2 separate regions of the Rattus norvegicus genome follow, and region 1 is linked to region 2. Evidence: chromatin contacts called from public Hi-C data. All regions are on one chromosome and are shown on one strand. The core of a region is the stretch at or near the end of the contact, and the rest is flanking DNA. Distances in the headings are between cores, read along the strand shown. Region 1 overlaps Akap13 (A-kinase anchoring protein 13). Region 2 overlaps Akap13 (A-kinase anchoring protein 13).

Region 1 (4,573 bases), core at 1,956-4,455, 76 kb before region 2:
TGTACCACATACTGGACACTATCCTAGGTACTCAGTCTACTCGATCAAAGATTCCTGTCTGTCTGCTTATGTTCCAGTGGGGGTAAGGTACAAATCAGTAAAGGACTAAAGGACAGAAAGGTATGGAAGATTCTAACGCTATGGAAAAATGGAAGGAGACTAGGATGAGGGGAACTGGGAGTGCTGGGTGACAGGTAGCGTTAGTCACCTGAGGGTTGTAGGAACTTCCAGTTTTGGGGGAGAAAAGAGAAACTGAAATGGTATAATCTTTAAGTCTTTACATAAACTAAAAATTTAAAGTACAACATGAGTCAAAATATACATTACTGAGCTGGGAAGATCCTGACACAGAAGTTAGTTATTTTCATACTAGTCTAGCATGGCCCAGAATGAGGTCTGAGGACAACCACTGTCATTTGGGAACTCCTCAGAAAAGTGAACTTCTCAGTCCACTCCAGAATTGGAAATCCTTTTTGGGGAGGAGTTATAGCAGCACATTTCTTTGAGTAAGATCTTGAGAAGGATTAAGATAAACACTCAAGACTGACAGCACTGCACTAAGTAATGTGGTTACTGATGGGCATCCGTGTAGACACACCGGAAGTTCTGAGAAGAAACACAGTTTATGTATGGTTGACAACACCGACAGGCACACAGGGTACCCAAAGGCTTGCTTTCACGTTCACACGGCTCAATGCTGGTACCTCCCATTCTTGCATCTATCGTCTCTATCTATTTTGGACCTTTGGAGGAAAGACCAGGGAGCTTGGTTCTACATGGAGTAGACCCCTCACGCTCCTGTCACATATCAGAAGCCTCTGATTCCCACCCGTTGTCCTCATGCTTCTAGATGGGGAAGCCAGAGATTCCAGTAGCACAATCCACTTACAGAGCTAGTTAAGACAATCATTTAAACAGAAACATAGAGAAAAGTTTAACATATGAAAGTTCTAAAAAACATTTTGACAAATTGGCTAATATCAAACCAAGGAAATGATCCTGTCTCAGCCTCCCAAGTGCTGGGATTATAAGATTGGATCTCTAGTTTAGTATCTTCTTTATTCAAAGTCTCGAATATGGTTCATTTTAATGTTTAGATTAATTTGTTTTCAAATCTGTCACCAAATGATTAAAACAAACAAAATCTACTACAGTCTAAATTCTAACCTGGGTATTTTGCTTTTTTGGGGAGGGAGGGGGCTTTGCTTTCTTGAGGCAGGGTTTATCTGGGTAGGCCTGGCTGTCCTGGAACTCACTCTGTAGCCAGGCTGACCTTGCAGACACCCGCCTGCCTCTGCCTCCCAAGTGCTGCAACTAAAAGAGTGCATCACCAGGGCCGACTGATTTTGTTTTTTTTTTTTGTTTTTTTTTCTTTTTTTCGGAGCTGGGGACCGAACCCAGGGCCTTGCACTTGCTAGGCAAGCGCTCTACCACTGAGCTAAATCCCCAACCCCGATTTTGGTATTTTTAAACCACTGCATTTTGAGTATTCTAATAGCTAGAAATATCTTACCTTCATTTTGACCTTTGCACAGGAGGCTAAATTTTCTCTGCAGCCTTTGTGGACAAAAGCACCACAACCTGGAAAGGAAGCAGAGGGAAGGTCACAACAAGAAAACTAATAGACCCTGGACTCTGATACTCACTACTGCTACAAGGAGGTGACAGACTGACACCCACACCCACACATGACACACACACAGACACACATATGGAAAAAAAACCCCAACCAAACCTCAAAACAGTACACCAACAGTACATTTTATAGTTCTTGACTAGAAAGCAGATGTATTTGTGATTAATCAAAAGTCAGGAATTTATTAGACAGGAAACCTGAGAGGCTATCAAAACTAAAATTTAAATGTCTTCAATCAAGATATGTCTACAGGGCCCAGAAAACTTTGAGCTGAACTAACCTGTAATTCTCCTCTCTCAGGAGGAGGTATCAGAAAAAACCATGTAAACAAAGGAAGAAAGCATCCACAGTCCTACCAAGCTATGGTGCCTACGAACCACAGTGCCCAGCATGGTGTGATAATCAGACAGTAGGAGTAACCAACAGTTCACTATGTGGAGTCACCAAGATGCAAACCTAGCCAATTACAGCTCTTGAAGTCACGGATCTTGGGGGAGAATCTACAACCACCACTTAGCTATACTAGCAAAATCCCTATGTTCTAAATATTTGCCTTTACACTTTTAGGTTAGTGCAGTCCTTAACCCTCATCGAGGAAGAGACAGAGGTCATTACAGAAAACTATAACCAATCAAAATGCAGAGTTGTGGAGCTCAGTTCCAATGGATACATTTACAAAACAACTCCCATACCTAAGGCAAAGGAACACTGCCCAAGATGGGGTGAAAAGATTCTAATAGTCTGAAGATCAGGGAATTTGTCATGAGATTGTATCTCCTAGGATGTCAGAAGATATACTCAAAAAAATCTCACCAACATGAGTTGAAAAAGGACAACAATAATAAATAAGCTACACAAAATAATATGTATTTTATGTAGAGGGGTTCAACTCTACAAAAAAAGAGCTATAGGTAACTAAGGAATGCTGAGATCTAAGGAAGAGCATATTGCCTGGTTAACCAATACCAAATGGTCAAACATGAAAGCATACATACAAGTAACATTACTGAGCAGGCTGTACCTATATGTTTACAAGCATGCACGATGCATGTGAGTACATCTTTAAGAACAATTATTAAGAAAAGAGGCCATGAATTTGAAAAAGGAAGGGTATGTCAAAGAGTTAGGAGTTTGGAAAGTGAAGAAGGACATCACATTTCTTTTATCTCAAAAGATAAAAGAAATAATGAAAAATGTTTAAATTATAAGAAAACTTATCAAGCTACTAAAAGGAGTTGTTAAAATTTCAGGACAAGGACCTAAAGATTTACCAGCTCATGCCTTTCTCGAGGTCTCAAATATTCTGAGCTTTTGTACCCAACTCTCTGAGTGAGAAGCCATGTGAGAAAGATAACTAACTACGACTCTCTCAAACCACCCCTGGGAGTCCTGACTCGGGAGAATGTGGGAGATTTCCTGAGACAAACCAGATTCAAATTTACCAATGACACATTTTATCTCAGAGTATTTTTAATTTTCCATTCCCGTGGCCTCCAAGGGCCGATGATGTCAAAACCACGCTCTCTGTGCCCCAGAAAGGTCATCAGCTCTTCCTGCTGCAATGAAGTCATAAAAACAGGTTGTGCCAAGAGGCCAGAGGCAAAGCACAAACAAGCAAGAGCTCTGTCTTTGGGGACAGCTGTGAGGCGTGTGTCTCCTGGGAAAGGCTCACTCAGGAAATCAGACAGCACTGCACTAGGTACCGCTGCTGCAGGGAGGACCACAGGCCTTGTTCTAGCCCACAAGGTCAAGATGTTCCTGGACTTGGAGGCTCGGACCCATGTATGGACTGCACATAAGAGGAACTTGCTGCTGTAAGGGGCCTGCCAGATATCTGGATCCTGAAGGCCTTCCCCATTTCTGCAGTAGTTGTTACTGTAATGTCTGCTTGCTTCCCAGGTCTCTTCCTGACCACTAGCAGTCAGTCAGCACTGGGATTTTCTGAGGTTTTCCTCCTGTTCTGAGGATCTTGTACTCTCTAGTGCAGTGCGTGGGTCATGATTATCTATTCAAATGTCTATGTATGTGTAGACCCACAGCCCACTGTCTGAGCCAAATGCCCTGACATAACCTTCGTGACTACATCTGAAAGTTACTGCATCAACTTACTAACAAGTAAAAGAAAACAGAACACACAGCAGGCAAACCAAACTTAATTTAGGTCTAATTCTGATTACCACCATGAGCCCAGAATAAGTTCCTTCTCCTCAAGCTTTGGTTTCCATATCTAAAAAACCAAAAAGAACCGCATTCCTCATTTTAAGTACTGTGAAGATATGGCAACAAAGAAACTCATCCCCTAAAATCAACACAATTACTTTGGAAAGTTGTTTAACAACATCTAATGAGGCTCAGTGTATGCCAGCTTTATGAATTACCACTGAGTCTAGTGCCATACACAAGGACCCAAGGATGCCCTTGTGGCACTGTCTGAGACAAAGTGGAAATAATCCCATATCCTAAGAAGCAGAACAGCTTGATGTGTGTAAGAAAGTACCACAGAGGAGCTAAATGCCAGTATCTATATCTATGTGTTCAGTATTTCAATTCTCTACAATAGAACATTGGGGAGAATAAAGCAAATTGCAAAGTAAGATGCAAAACAACTAAACTTTGTTCATATGAGGGAATTATAAGCCAAATGCTTATTTGAAGGGAAGAAGGAAGACTGACATAGGGAAACAAATTCAATTTTAACTGTGAAGCTGCATTTCTTTAAAAATGACAGATGAAGCACTCTATCAAAACATTACACACCTTTCCTTCCTTCCTTTCTTTCCTGTGGTGACAGAGATCAAATACAGAGCCTCATACAGTCTAGGCAAGCACTCTATCATTGAACTATATTTTTACATTTTAAGTTGGGGTCCAACAAGTTCCTACTGCTATTACATTGTCTATGTATAGTATCTGTATTAATAGCTTTTACATAAAAAA
Region 2 (4,074 bases), core at 1,429-3,928:
TGCAATTTGTCACTTGAGAAGTTCCAGAAATCAAAAAGAAATAAAATGAAAATGGAGAAAGCATAAGTTAAAATTTAAAGAGTTCTTTTCTCAACATAAGTTTCTTATAACTGATGCTAAATAAATGTCAAATGACAAGGACTCATTCATTTTTAGAATAAAAATGGCAATGATTTGATTCATTTTATTTCACTGGTTTAAACAGATATATCAACATTTTAACACATTTCAGGTCTAAGTTTCTTATTATGGAAATACCTTTAAAAACATCTGGATGAAAGCACTTGGCATACAGACCACCAGGAGTCAATGCTGATGACTGCCTTGCACAGGTTCTGCAAAGAGAGGACCCGAGTATTCTCATCCCAGATGCTTGCCTCTAACACACAGCTGTCTCTTACAGCAGCATTTTAAATATCTCAAGATCACCAGGTTTCTCAAAGCATCTTTTCTGGGCCATGATTTCTACAAGTGTCCCTCACGCAAATGGGCATACTCTGCCCTGATTTATATATTAAGCTTCTTATGATGTGGAAGTTCAAAACAGAATCCACCAGAATGGTAGAGACTGTGGTGACTGGCTTTAGTGTAGACACCACAACACTAGAAGATAGGCTTATTAAAGAATTAGCTAATTTTTCATTTTGACTTATTTCTTAAGTAGGTCTCTCCTGCACCATGATTTTGTGATTTTACTGTAAAATTCCCTATGTATCCTTCCTTGCCAAATTCTTTTATGTATTTTAACTTACCATTTGGCCACAGCAAGTATTTTAAACCTAGATTCAGTCCCTAATACATAACAGTTCTTTCTTGATTCTGTTTTATCTGTAAGAGCAAGGAGAGCAATGGAACTCAGACCCATCACTAAAAACTCCCTGTATGGAATACCAAACCGCCGGTAAGTTCTAGTTAAACATATCTTATTACTTTGTTTCTGGTGTACATGTGTGCACACTTATGTAGGTTGGACAACAACTTGCAGGGACTTTTATCATGGGGTCCAAGGAAATGAACTCAGGTCATCAGACTTGGGAGGAAGCACTTTCCCCAGGCTAACCCATCATATTGCCCTTGATTAAGCAGTCTTGAGAGAGTACTATCTGTTGGCTAAAAGTCAACCGAGCCTTGAGTAATAGGTTTTTAAAATATAGGACAATTAGTAAAATTTCTAGTTTTACTGCTGCTCCCTATCTAGTCTAACTCTTTAGATGGGGAAGTGAGACACTATTTACGCCGTTTAGCAATGTCTTTGGTTATAAACCTCATCTGAAATCAGATGCTAAAGTCTGTATCTTCAGATCATTACAAACTATATTTACTGCTGCCTTTTAATTCCCCAGCAGTGTTCCTTTGAGGCCTGATCATGAGGGCATCACACAAGACAGTCTAGCACTGGCCAAAACAAAGAAAAACCTACTCTTTCTACCTCTTACCCCCATCCCTCTCAGTGGTAATGGTGACAAGAATTTCTTCTCAGATGAAGACATCTGGCTTTAGTAATTATCAACTTTTATTTCAACAAAACAAGCACAAGCAATACATTCATTCCCACTCCATTTCCCCTCTACGGTATTAATAGTAAAGGAGCATGTATTCTCCACACTTTCAGTAGTCCTTGCCTATGCATTCCACAACAGTCCTCTGTCTCTCTGTGTGTACCACAAGCTTCACTGTCCACATTCTTCACTGCATCTTGCTTTCCACTATTCTGCAAGGTAAGTGTATAAAAGGCTGGTGTCTTCAAGTTCCAAGATTATGATGCAGTTCACTCTACTTTAATTCCCCAGCTCATTTTAACTTCTAGGATCCTCCCTTCTTTCTTGTATGCCTTTACCAAATCTACGAACTCAGCTTTCTTTGTCCATAGTCAGTCATTCCTACAGCTCTTCTTTGAAGTACTATGGCATTGACTCTATGGTGGCTTCCCCTATAATCATGGGTACTGCCTGCTCGATCTACCACTAAGTAGAAGATGAGCACTTTAAAAGCAACAGCATTTAATTTTTCCCTATAGTGCCCAACGCACTTTAAGGCACATAGGCCAGAGATCTTTGTTCACTACTATATTCCCTTAAGAGCTGCCCAAATTCAGTTATTAAACAATGGGAGAAAAAATTGTCAGGGCCGGGGCTTGAAAGATGACTCTGACTCCGAAGGTAAAAGCACATGCCTCACAAGCTGGCCAACCTGAGTTTGGAGCCCTAGAATTCACATAAAAGCTAGTCATGGAGTGCAAGTATCTGTAATCCTCATGACCCTGTATGGGGAAATGGGAGGTGGAAAAAGAGACTGTGCAGAGCTTGTGGGCACACACGTGCATGTGCAGGTGTTTTCAGTTTTATCCTGACTTTAACTAACAGACACACACACACACACACATACACACACACACACACACATACACACACACACACACACACACACGTACGTACGTCTGTGCTAGCATAAACAAATGAAAAGTTTAAGTTTGAAAGGTAAGTCCTGGACAGTTAACCCTTCCCCCAAAATAAAAACTTCTAAATTACCTAAGTTTAGGAAAAACTGAATCCCAATACAAAATCAGTGTGTATTACTTAAGGAAATGACTTGTTCCTTTGATTTTTCTCTTCACAGCAAGAAGAAGTAACTCTGGTATAGTCATTCCGTAAGAGAAGCCAAGAAATGACTCAGCTTCCCATGGAGGACCTTCCTCATCACTCCCAGCGAACTCACCACGGTACAGTCATGCTTTCCAGAGTGCAGAGGTACAGTGTGCTCTTTTTATCAAGGTTCAAGGCACAGAGCAAACAGAAAAGTCCTCTATGGGAGAAACGACAACAAAATTACACTGTACGACTTTGCTGTCAGGTTTATTCAGCATTTATGCGTCCCCCAAACAAAAACTGATTCTCACGCTGGAAATGATCCAACCATCTCCTCCCTGCAGACCAGCGTTCATAATCCTGGGAGATACTTTCAAAGGGGCCAAGGGAGGAAAGCAACCGACAGCCTTGCCCAGCTGTGACATTTATGATTCACAACAAACAAAGGCCAGCAAGGCACCTTCAGCGAAGCCACCAGCTGTTTAACTGGACTTAAAGGCAGCTCAATAAGAAGGAAAGAAAGCACGCCTGTACTGTAAATCTAGTTGACTATCCAGGACTAGTGAGGTCACAGATCTTGGAGGGGAACCTACTACTGTCATTTTCCTAAAGTCAATACAGTCCCAACTGCATTGTAAATACTCACTTGGATTCCCCTCAGATAACTGTAGCTCTCACTGGCCATCAGAGGACCCCAACCCCCCACAGACAAAGACCATTACAGAAAGCTACAATTGTCAATATTCTGAGAATAATTTACTGGTGTGTGGTGCTGTACTGGCTGTTTTTGTGTCAACCTGACACAAGCTAGAGTCAGCAGGAGGAAGGAGCGTCAGTTGAGGAAATGTTTCCATGAGATCCAGCTGTAAGACATTTTCTCAATTAGTGATCAAGGGGGGCAGGCCCAGGCTATTGTGGGTTCTATAAGAACGCAGGCTGAGCAAGCCAGTTAGCAACACCACTTCATGGCCTCTGCATGGGCTCCACCTCCAAGATCCTGCCTTGTTTGAGTTCCTGTCCTGGCTTCCTTCAAAAATGAACAGCAATAAAGACTTGTAAGCCATATAAATAAACTCTTTTCACCCTAATTTGCTGTTTGGACGTGGTGCTTTGCTGCAGCAATAGAAACCCTAACTAACAGAGGTGCCTAACTTAAATGGAAACATCTACAAGGCAACTGCACACCCAGGACTCAGGGAACATTGTGGCAGAAAGACTGTAAGCCTGAGGACCAGGAAGTCTGCTGAGTATGTCTTGTGATAGGAGGGTTGCACCCATAAAATATCAACAACACGTTGCCTAGACAACACCACAACAATGAAAACACCAAGTGACATGCTAAGGTGGACAGGAGAAATCACATGGGGCTCCAATCTTAGATGGAAATTCACTGGCGAGTAACAACTGTTTAGACAGGGCCCCCTAAATAAATAGTTATCCAACGCCAACTTAAGCGTATGTATGCTTAACCCTGAAATACAAGCAACCC

The links. Hi-C and Micro-C count contacts between places; a contact is called where the count stands out from the background.
Region 1: a contact with region 2 is called in a Hi-C map of liver, with 2.6 times the contacts expected there. The contact joins two enhancer-like sites. A contact is called at or near these places in 3 of 12 Hi-C or Micro-C datasets (liver and psoas muscle).

What each region holds. Positions count from the first base shown.
Region 1 is chr1:138,989,118-138,993,690 of GRCr8, reverse strand. It overlaps Akap13 (A-kinase anchoring protein 13), which reads right to left. Exons shown (of 38, transcript NM_001106271.3): 19 at 1,514-1,581. Among named protein-coding and RNA genes, the nearest start is that of Fam24al1, 73 kb to the left of the region's middle. Within about 2 kb of position 3,205, at least 39 of the 93 cell types and tissues checked have an H3K27ac peak or open chromatin away from gene starts, as enhancers often do. A contact at or near this core is called in liver, where this site is marked.
Region 2 is chr1:138,912,780-138,916,853 of GRCr8, reverse strand. All of the region lies in intron 8 of Akap13 (A-kinase anchoring protein 13), which reads right to left. Among named protein-coding and RNA genes, the nearest start is that of Fam24al1, 150 kb to the left of the region's middle. Within about 2 kb of position 2,678, at least 21 of the 93 cell types and tissues checked have an H3K27ac peak or open chromatin away from gene starts, as enhancers often do. A contact at or near this core is called in liver, where this site is marked.